3 separate regions of the Sus scrofa genome follow, and regions 1 and 2 are each linked to region 3. A link is a contact called in public HiChIP or PLAC-seq data. All regions are on one chromosome and are shown on one strand. The core of a region is the stretch at or near the end of the contact, and the rest is flanking DNA. Distances in the headings are between cores, read along the strand shown.

The links. HiChIP or PLAC-seq counts read pairs in DNA pulled down with a chosen protein or histone mark.
Region 1: an H3K27ac HiChIP or PLAC-seq map of alveolar macrophages shows a contact between it and region 3. The contact joins the promoter of MTRF1 here to the promoter of WBP4 in region 3. A contact is called at or near these places in 2 of 5 promoter capture datasets (fetal liver and liver), 1 of 47 Hi-C or Micro-C datasets (omental adipose tissue) and 2 of 2 datasets of contacts at active chromatin or transcription factors (alveolar macrophages and skeletal muscle).
Region 2: an H3K27ac HiChIP or PLAC-seq map of alveolar macrophages shows a contact between it and region 3. The contact joins the promoter of KBTBD7 here to the promoter of WBP4 in region 3. A contact is called at or near these places in 2 of 5 promoter capture datasets (fetal liver and liver), 2 of 47 Hi-C or Micro-C datasets (heart right ventricle and skeletal muscle) and 2 of 2 datasets of contacts at active chromatin or transcription factors (alveolar macrophages and skeletal muscle).

What each region holds. Positions count from the first base shown.
Region 1 is chr11:25,602,777-25,605,488 of Sscrofa11.1, forward strand. It overlaps MTRF1 (mitochondrial translation release factor 1), which reads left to right and starts at 1,293. Exons shown (of 12, transcript NM_001243580.1): 1 at 1,293-1,346; 2 at 1,441-1,614.
Region 2 is chr11:25,642,311-25,645,010 of Sscrofa11.1, forward strand. It overlaps KBTBD7 (kelch repeat and BTB domain-containing protein 7), which reads left to right and starts at 1,351. Exons shown (of 2, transcript XM_003130995.5): 1 at 1,351-2,700. The coding sequence starts at 1,707.
Region 3 is chr11:25,771,139-25,773,838 of Sscrofa11.1, forward strand. It overlaps WBP4 (WW domain-binding protein 4), which reads right to left and starts at 1,417. Exons shown (of 10, transcript XM_021065642.1): 1 at 1,185-1,417. ELF1 (ETS-related transcription factor Elf-1) reads left to right here and starts at 952. Exons shown (of 9, transcript XM_021065635.1): 1 at 952-1,470. TRNAE-UUC (a tRNA gene) reads left to right here and starts at 1,501; the gene lies at 1,501-1,572.

The sequences.
Region 1 (2,712 bases), core at 43-2,542, 170 kb before region 3:
AGGCAGCTGCAGTGACAACACCAGTTCCTTAGCCCACTGTGCCACAAGGGAACCCTGAATTCTCCTTTTTTTATATTTGGTCACAACATAAGAAAATATGCTGTGAAGTCAGTAATACAGAATTATATTTGCCTTTGCTTTTCGGGAAGAAATACTGAGGCACTAGGTCAATGATTTGTAAATTCAATCTCCAAGCTCTGTATCGCTGTTAAATATTCAAAGTAAGGCAATCCATCCCTGGCCTTGCTCAGTGGGTTAAGGATCCGGTGTTGCAGTGAGCTGTGGTGTAGGCTGCAGACGTGGCTCGAATCCAGCGTTGTGGCTGTGGTATAGAGGCCATCAGCAACAGCTCCGATTAGACCCCTAGCCTGGGAAACTCCATATGCCGTGGGTGCAGCCCTAAAAAGACGAAAGACCAAAAAAAAAAAGTAAGGCAATATATTTGCATTTTCCTGAAACTGTTTATTTTATTTATTTATTTATTTTTAGGGACACACCTGCAGCACATGGAGGTTCCCAGATGGGGTCTAATCGGAGCTGTAGCTGCTGGCCTACACCACAGTCACAAGGGATCTGAGCTGCATCTGCAACCTACACCACAGCTCACAGCAACACTAGATCCTTATTTAACCCACTGAGGGAGGCCAGGGATCAAACCTGCACCCTCATGGATGCTAGTCAGATTTGTTTCCACTGAACTCCCCTGTTATGATTTTTAAAAATACAAAGGCACAGTCTCAATTAGTCATTAGGTATTTCCTCAAGCAATGGAAAAAACCTCTGAAGTATTCAATGATAAAAAGGTATTCTCATTTTAAAAAATTAGGAATCGCTACTCTAGTGACTCCATCTATAAAGAAATTCTTGTATATACTTATCTCTTAGGCACAGCTGTAGAAAATCTCTTCTGGGCTTGCCTAAAATGTTGAAAACCAAAACTCCACCTTCGGCCTAGGGCGTTGGGGGTGGGGCCCCCTGTCGGAAATAAACTACAACTCCCAGAATTCTCAGGGAGGCGCTCTGGGGAGTTACGGTTCTTTCAATGTTCTGGCACAGCTGCTGCCGCTCGCCGGCTCCCCTCTCCATCGCAACCTACACTCTGGACTCCGACTCCGGATGAGCACGAGGCTTGGTTGCCTCTTGGGAATTTTCCTCGCGTTGCCACTTTTCTCTTTTGTTTCTTCTGGTAGTTTATTATGCACACCCAAGAACTACTGCTCCCGAGAAAAACCCAGACGGAGGAGAAGGTGGCTGGAAGCCTTTAGCCGGAAGTGGCGAACCCGGAAGTAAAAGTGATCAGGTGTCTATAGGGCTGAAATCCTAGTGGATCCCAGAAGGTTCCCTCGGTAAGGAAACCTAATGTCCTTTTTTTGTTGTTTTTTAAGGTACTCACAATTCACTTCTTTTTTCTGATCCTAAAAGTCTTTTTTCTTTCTCCAGCTTTTTTTCTCTATGGGATCACTCCATATGCCGCGTTACACGGTGTGGCTTACACGTGCTGCTCTCGTGTGGGCTTAGTATCACTACCCACTTGCCGAGGCTGAGCGTTCCTTCCAGAGTATCAGCTTACTCTTGTTACTGTGGAGGGTGATGGAGAAGACTTGCTATGCTCAGGTATAGATAATGGAGAATAAACATCTTGCGTTTTATTTAACACAGTTTCATGACCTTGAGAACTGCTCATTCTACTAACTGTGCCTAAAATGGAAATTTAGCTAGAAATGTTGTAACAAAAATCTTTTTGCCTTTTTATTGTCGTCGTTCTTTCCATTTGCAAATGGAAACACTTCTGTGATGTCTTTGAGACTGTGCGAAGACACAGAAACTCCTGCTGGAGGACTGTAACCTTTGTGGCTGTTGGACATTAACGAATGTGATTATGTTAAATTTTGTCGGTATAACTCTGTAGACTGGATATTTTAGAGACCATTCCAAATAGTGTATTTCCTAGGAAATAATACTCTCTGAAATAGCAAACTTAAAATGATCAAAGGAGCTAATATATGAATGCATGTAGCATAGATGGAACACTGTAGACAATTAAAGGTTGGTTCTGATCAATTTTGACCCTTATTGCACCTTTGAACCACAGGATTTTAGGGGCAAAGTATTAGAACACTTTATCTTTTCCCCTTTATACTCAGTAAAATTATTGTGTACATTTGTTAGCTTTTTTTTTTTTTCTGTCTTTTTGTCCTTTTTAGGGCTGCACCCGGGGCATATGGAGGTTCCCAGGCTAGGGGTTGAATCAGAGCTGTAGCTGCCAGCCTACACCAGAGCCATAGCAATGCAGGATCCGAGCTGCATCTGTGACCTACACCACAGCTCACAGCAACGCTGGATCCTTAATCCACTGAGTGAGGCCAGGGATCGAACCTGCAACCTCATGGTTCTTAGTCAAATTTGTTTCCGCTGTGCCATGACAGGAACTCCTACATTTGTTAGCTTTTTCAATGATCTGTTCAAAGGAAGGAAAACAGCCAATTTCACTAAACCTGTAGTGTTTTTTTTTTTTTTTTTTTTTGGCTGCACCAATGGTTTAAAGTGACAGCGTCAGATCCTTTAACCACTGTGCCACCAGGGAACTTACCATAGCTTGTAATTTTATTTATGTATGTATTCATTTTTATTGTTTTTAGGGCCTCACCTTTTGCGTATGGAAGTTCCTGGACTGGGGTCGAATTGGAGCTGCACCTGCCAGCCTACACCACA
Region 2 (2,700 bases), core at 101-2,600, 130 kb before region 3:
TTCATTCATTAGGTTATGGTAACACTTCACAAACTAGCAACAGGAGTGGTCTGGGTTTTAAATAAAAGTTCTCTAACAAATCTCTAAACACTTGATTTTGAATATTTAACTAATGTTGATTAGTACATATATAAAACACTTCTTTAAAGCATAGGCTGTACTGTATTACTTCAAGGAATGTCAGGGCATATATGAATCCCAAGCTGTTTGAATCTTGTGCTTTTGTACGATTCAAGGTATGTTTGTTTAAATATTTTAATTTAAAACTCTCGTTAAAACTCCTTAATAAAGACAGTTCCAAAATCTTCAAAGGATTGGTGGAAAGGAACTGAAAGAACAGTATGAGTAACACTCATATCAAGAGGTTGTGAAAATAACCTTGTTCCTCGGAATGAAGTGTTGATTTGGTGAGATGCCAACCTATTTATATGCCTGATTTTCATATTTAAGGCCATCTATAAATGCTGTTCTCTAGGACCTCATCTTTGTCTAAGACATCCTAATGATTTTTTTTTTTTTTTTTTGGTCTTTTTGCTATTTCTTGGGCCGCTCCGGCGGCATATGGAGATTCCCAGGCTAGGGGTCTAATCGGAGCTGTAACCACCAGCCTACACCAGAGCCACAGCAACACGTGATCCGAGCCGCGTCTGCAACCTGCACCACAGCTCACGGCAACACCGGATCGTCAACCCACTGAGCAAGGGCAGGGACCGAACCCGCAACCTCATGGTTCCTAGTCGTTAACCACTGCGCCACGACGGGAACTTCAACATCCTAATGAATTTATATGTCACTTAGTACTGAAAATATTGTAATAACGTTCAGAATCTTCCAGAAGTAGCAACATTAAACACTGGATGTTTTCTTTGCAGTAATTGCTCATGGTTTCAAGTTAAGTGGGTGTCGCACTCTTAATAAATTCTAAGAGAAAAGCCGACAATTATTAATCTTTATATTTTAAACAGAGTGTAAGCACTTAATTGTTCTAATCAACAAATATTTGGGGAAATAACTATTAAAAAATTAAAACACACACACACAAATATTTATTGAAGCATCCTGTGTCCTATGCAATTTTTATCTCATTTCATCCTCACACGACCCTAGGAAAGACTATTCTCCCCATTTTGCAAAGAAGGAAAAGTTCTCAGAGGGAAGCTACACAGTTAATAAACATTAAAACTGGGCTCTTACTCTGGACTTCAAAGCCAAAATGCCAAGCCGTCGGAGCCGGGAGAATAAACGCTCAAACCCTGAAGCAGTCTTGCCCCGGAAGCCTCGCGATATTACTCAAACTACTACTCCCAACATGCAAAGCGCCTTCTCTGCCGCCGCTAAAGTGGGCGAGTGGGGAGGGCCCCGCCTGCGTCAGGCGCGAAAGGCAGTCTGGGAGTGGTAGTTCTCCTGGAAGCCTACCGGTATTGCCAGCGCGGCAGTGGCGGATCTCTTGGTTCCAGCCAGTAGGTCCTGTGAGGGCGAGTTGAGGCGGAGAAAGGGCGCGGAACTGGAAACGGGTGAGTCAGGCACTGTCTACGCTATAAAGGGAGGCGGCACCGCGGTGTAGGGCTGAGTTAAGTAAGCGCGGCCCCCGCGCAGTCTCTCCGGAGACACCACAACCTTAGCGTCAGCGAGAGAAGGGTGAGGAGGCGCCCGAGCCCGGTCTTTGCACCCGTTCTCGCCCTCAGCTCCCTACCAGCATCTCCACCATGCAGTCCCGGGAAGAAGCTTCGCGCTCTCGCCGCCTCGCCAGTCCCCGCGGTGGGAGGCGGCCCAAGAGGATTTCCAAGCCTTCGGTTTCGGCTTTTTTCACGGGGTCGGAGGAGCTGAAGGACACGGCCCATTCCGCAGCCCTGTTGGCACAGCTCAAGTCCTTCTACGACGCGCGGCTGCTCTGTGATGTGACCATCGAGGTGGTCACGCCTGGCAGCGGGCCTGGCACGGGTCGCCTTTTTTCCTGCAACCGTAACGTGCTGGCCGCCGCGTGTCCCTACTTCAAGAGCATGTTCACCGGCGGCATGTACGAGAGCCATCAGACGAACGTGACCATGCACGACGTAGATGCCGAATCCTTCGAGGTGCTGGTCGATTACTGCTACACGGGTCGCGTGTCCCTGAGTGAGGCCAACGTGCAGCGCCTTTACGCGGCCTCGGACATGCTGCAGCTGGAGTATGTGCGGGAAGCCTGTGCGTCGTTCCTAGCCCGCCGCCTTGACCTGGCCAACTGCACGGCCATCCTCAAGTTCGCCGACGCCTTCGACCATCACAAGCTGCGGTCGCAGGCCCAGTCCTTTATCGCGCACAACTTCAAGCAGCTCAGCCGCATGGGTTCGATTCGCGAGGAGTCTCTGGCCGATCTGACCCTGGCCCAACTGCTGGCTGTCCTGCGCCTGGATAGTCTAGACATCGAGAGTGAGCGGACAGTGTGTCACGTTGCGGTGCAGTGGTTGGAGGCGGCTCCCAAGGAGCGGGGTCCCAGCGCTGCCGAAGTCTTCAAGTGTGTCCGCTGGACACACTTCACGGATAAAGATCGGGAATACCTGGAAGGGCTGTTGACCAAACCTATTGTGAAGAAGTACTGTCTGGACCTCATGGAAGGGGTCCTGCAGATGCGATATGGTGACATGTTGTACAAGTCTCTGGTGCCAAAGCCAGAGAGCAGCAGTGGCAATTCTGTTGTCTCCATAGCAGAAAATCCACCCC
Region 3 (2,700 bases), core at 167-2,666:
CCTTTCTGGAATTTTTGGAGGTTACGGCAATGGAGGCATGAAGAAACTCGTAAAGTTTGCTTTAAATCACGTTATTTCCACCCAAAGAACAAAGCAGAAGACGCCTCCAATGCGTGACTGTGATCCCTCTAAGACCATCAGTTAATACAATTTGAGCCTCAGGGGAAGAAAAAGAGAGTTGGAAAAGCCAAAGGATCTCTCAGCCGGTAAAACCAAAAACTAAAAAAAGTTAGAAGCTCACCAGGGCTGCCCGCTTCTAGTGATGGGAGGAGGCAGCGGTGGCCGCGGTCCAGCCCTATACTTTCACAATACCCCGGGGTTCCAGCTCGAGAGAAACGAAAAGGATGCTCGCGGCTTCCGACCCGCTAGGTGGAGGGAGCGCTCCGTAGCATCCCGGCGGCCGTCCAACCTCCAGAGGCCGCCAGCCTCCCTCCAGGGGTCCGTACTCCAGGCCCCCAGGGCGCTCCGCGGGGTAGCATCCCTACGCCGCACGGAGAACCGGCCCCGCCAGTCGGCCGCCGGTCCCGAGCGAGTTAAGAGAGCGTCCGTCACGCCCCCGGCCGCGGGCGGGGGGAGAGGGGGTGGTGGCGGAGGAAGAGACCCGGCGGGGAAAGGGCCTCCCGGAGAAACAAGACCTCCTTGTTTAGAGCCTGAGACCTGACTCACATGACTGGACCAGCCGCTCCGCGGGTCGCCCCCGGGTCCGATTAAGGCTCGCGTGCCCCACACAGGGAGAGTCCGAGCCCGGATCACCGCGAGGCCCACCGGAGCCTCCGAGCCCCGGACGCCTCCCTCCTTCCTCCGGACCAGTGCTCCCCGGTTCCCAACTACGGGTGCCCAGACGACTCAATCCGCGTTTGAAATCTCCTCCCCTTCCCCTCCTCCTCCAGGGGCGGTACTCCCGGCTCCGGAGAGGTGGGGTCGCTATAAAGGGGTTGAGGTCACCGAGAAGGGGCGAAAGCGCGACGGGACCTGAGCTGAAGGCCGGGAAGCTCGAGCCTCACGTCCCCGCGTCATCTCTCCTTTTTTTCTCTCTCTCTCCCCCTGGGATCCAGAACCTCCACCCTTCTTCTAGGCTCGCTGGCCCGTGGCCCAGGAGCTCGCGCGCCGCCTCCGCCCCGAACGCAAACAGCTGTTCCCAGAGACGTCGCCGCCCTCAACTTTGCCAACTAGTCCGCACGCACTTTGACCAGCGGAGCAGCCCGGACCTGTAGGCTGGGGGCTGTTGGCGGAGTTCAAAAAAGAGAGGTGAAACAGTTGGTTTCAGGACCGCGACTCGTGGAGCTTGGCCTCAAAACTTTCCCGAGGCGGCGGAGCGACCCCGCCCCGCCCCCGGGACGCCCGCGCGCTCGGGACGGGCGCGTTCCCTGGCTCGCGAGCGCGTGGGCAGCAAGCAACAGCGGCGGCGGCGGCGGCTCGGATGGTGGCGGGAGGTAGAGACGGAACAGAGGCAGCGTTTGCGCTTGTCAGGTGAGTCACCGCCGTGCTCTCAGCAGCACTTCCCATATGGTCTAGCGGTTAGGATTCCTGGTTTTCACCCAGGCGGCCCGGGTTCGACTCCCGGTATGGGAACGTTGCAACCACTTTTAGAAATGGGCCCTGGGGGTAACTTTTATTTTATTTCCAATGGCTCTGGCTCTTTTTCTCCCTTCTTTTGGTGGGTGATACGGTGGAAAACTCGCTTTAGTGTACTTGTTAGAGACGCCGTGATCTGGGCTGCGGCTTTGGGAGCCACGAGTGCTGCGCCGGCCGGGCTGGCGGAGCGACCACGCTCAGGGTCCCGGTGCTCCCGCTGGAGCCTGGCGGGGCTGAGCCGCGAGGAAGGAGTTTCACTTTCCCCGGGCCGCCCTCCAGCTCCTCCAGTCCCCGGGCCGTCCCTTTCCAAACGCTCGGGAGGTGATGATTAACTCCGGCCTCGCCTTATCTGCCCCCAGCGCCCCACCTCGGGCCCACACCCTCCTCCTCGGCCGCCCCCTTCTGACGGTCCCAAGCGACGCGGGGAGTGTTTGTCCCCAGCCTTCGGCCTCCGGGAGCCCTCGCCTGGCTCGCAAGTCCTCCTTATCTTGGCCGGGTGTTTACTAGAAACACCCCCGCCCCAAGGCAGCCCCCGGGCAGGGCTGGGGGGAGCCGAGGGCGGGCGGGGGATCTCCGATGCCCGCGGGCACCAATTTCGCCACCGCGCCGCTGCCCGCGGCCGCCCCATCGGCCGCGTGTCCACCCGGGGCTCCCGCGGCGCCGGAGCCCCGCCCCGAGGCCGGCCTGCGAGGTCCTCCCAACTGGACGTCGGGTCGCTGGCCGTGGTTCACAAAACTACCCCAGACTCCAGAGCCACAGACTTGAGTGCCTTGGCTTCGGAAGGCCTCTGGGGCAGGGCATCTGTCCCATTCTCCGCCCCCATCCCCCCAATCCCAACACACACACACACACACACACACACACACACACACACACAGTGGAAAAGAGAAATACCACTAGGATGAGTTGTCTTTAAAGAAACTTGTCTTTGCACAAAGGTCTAACGTTTTGAGTGCCGCCGATAGAGAATCCTGGGGTTGGAGGTGGGGCTTGGAAGAGAAAATTGGCTGGAGACGGGAGGGGATGTTACAACAAAGTTTCACTGTATTTTTAAATATAGAAGCCCTGTGTTTATTACAAAGAAGGGGCAGCTGTGTCAGCAGCATGTGAGCTGTACATGAGACA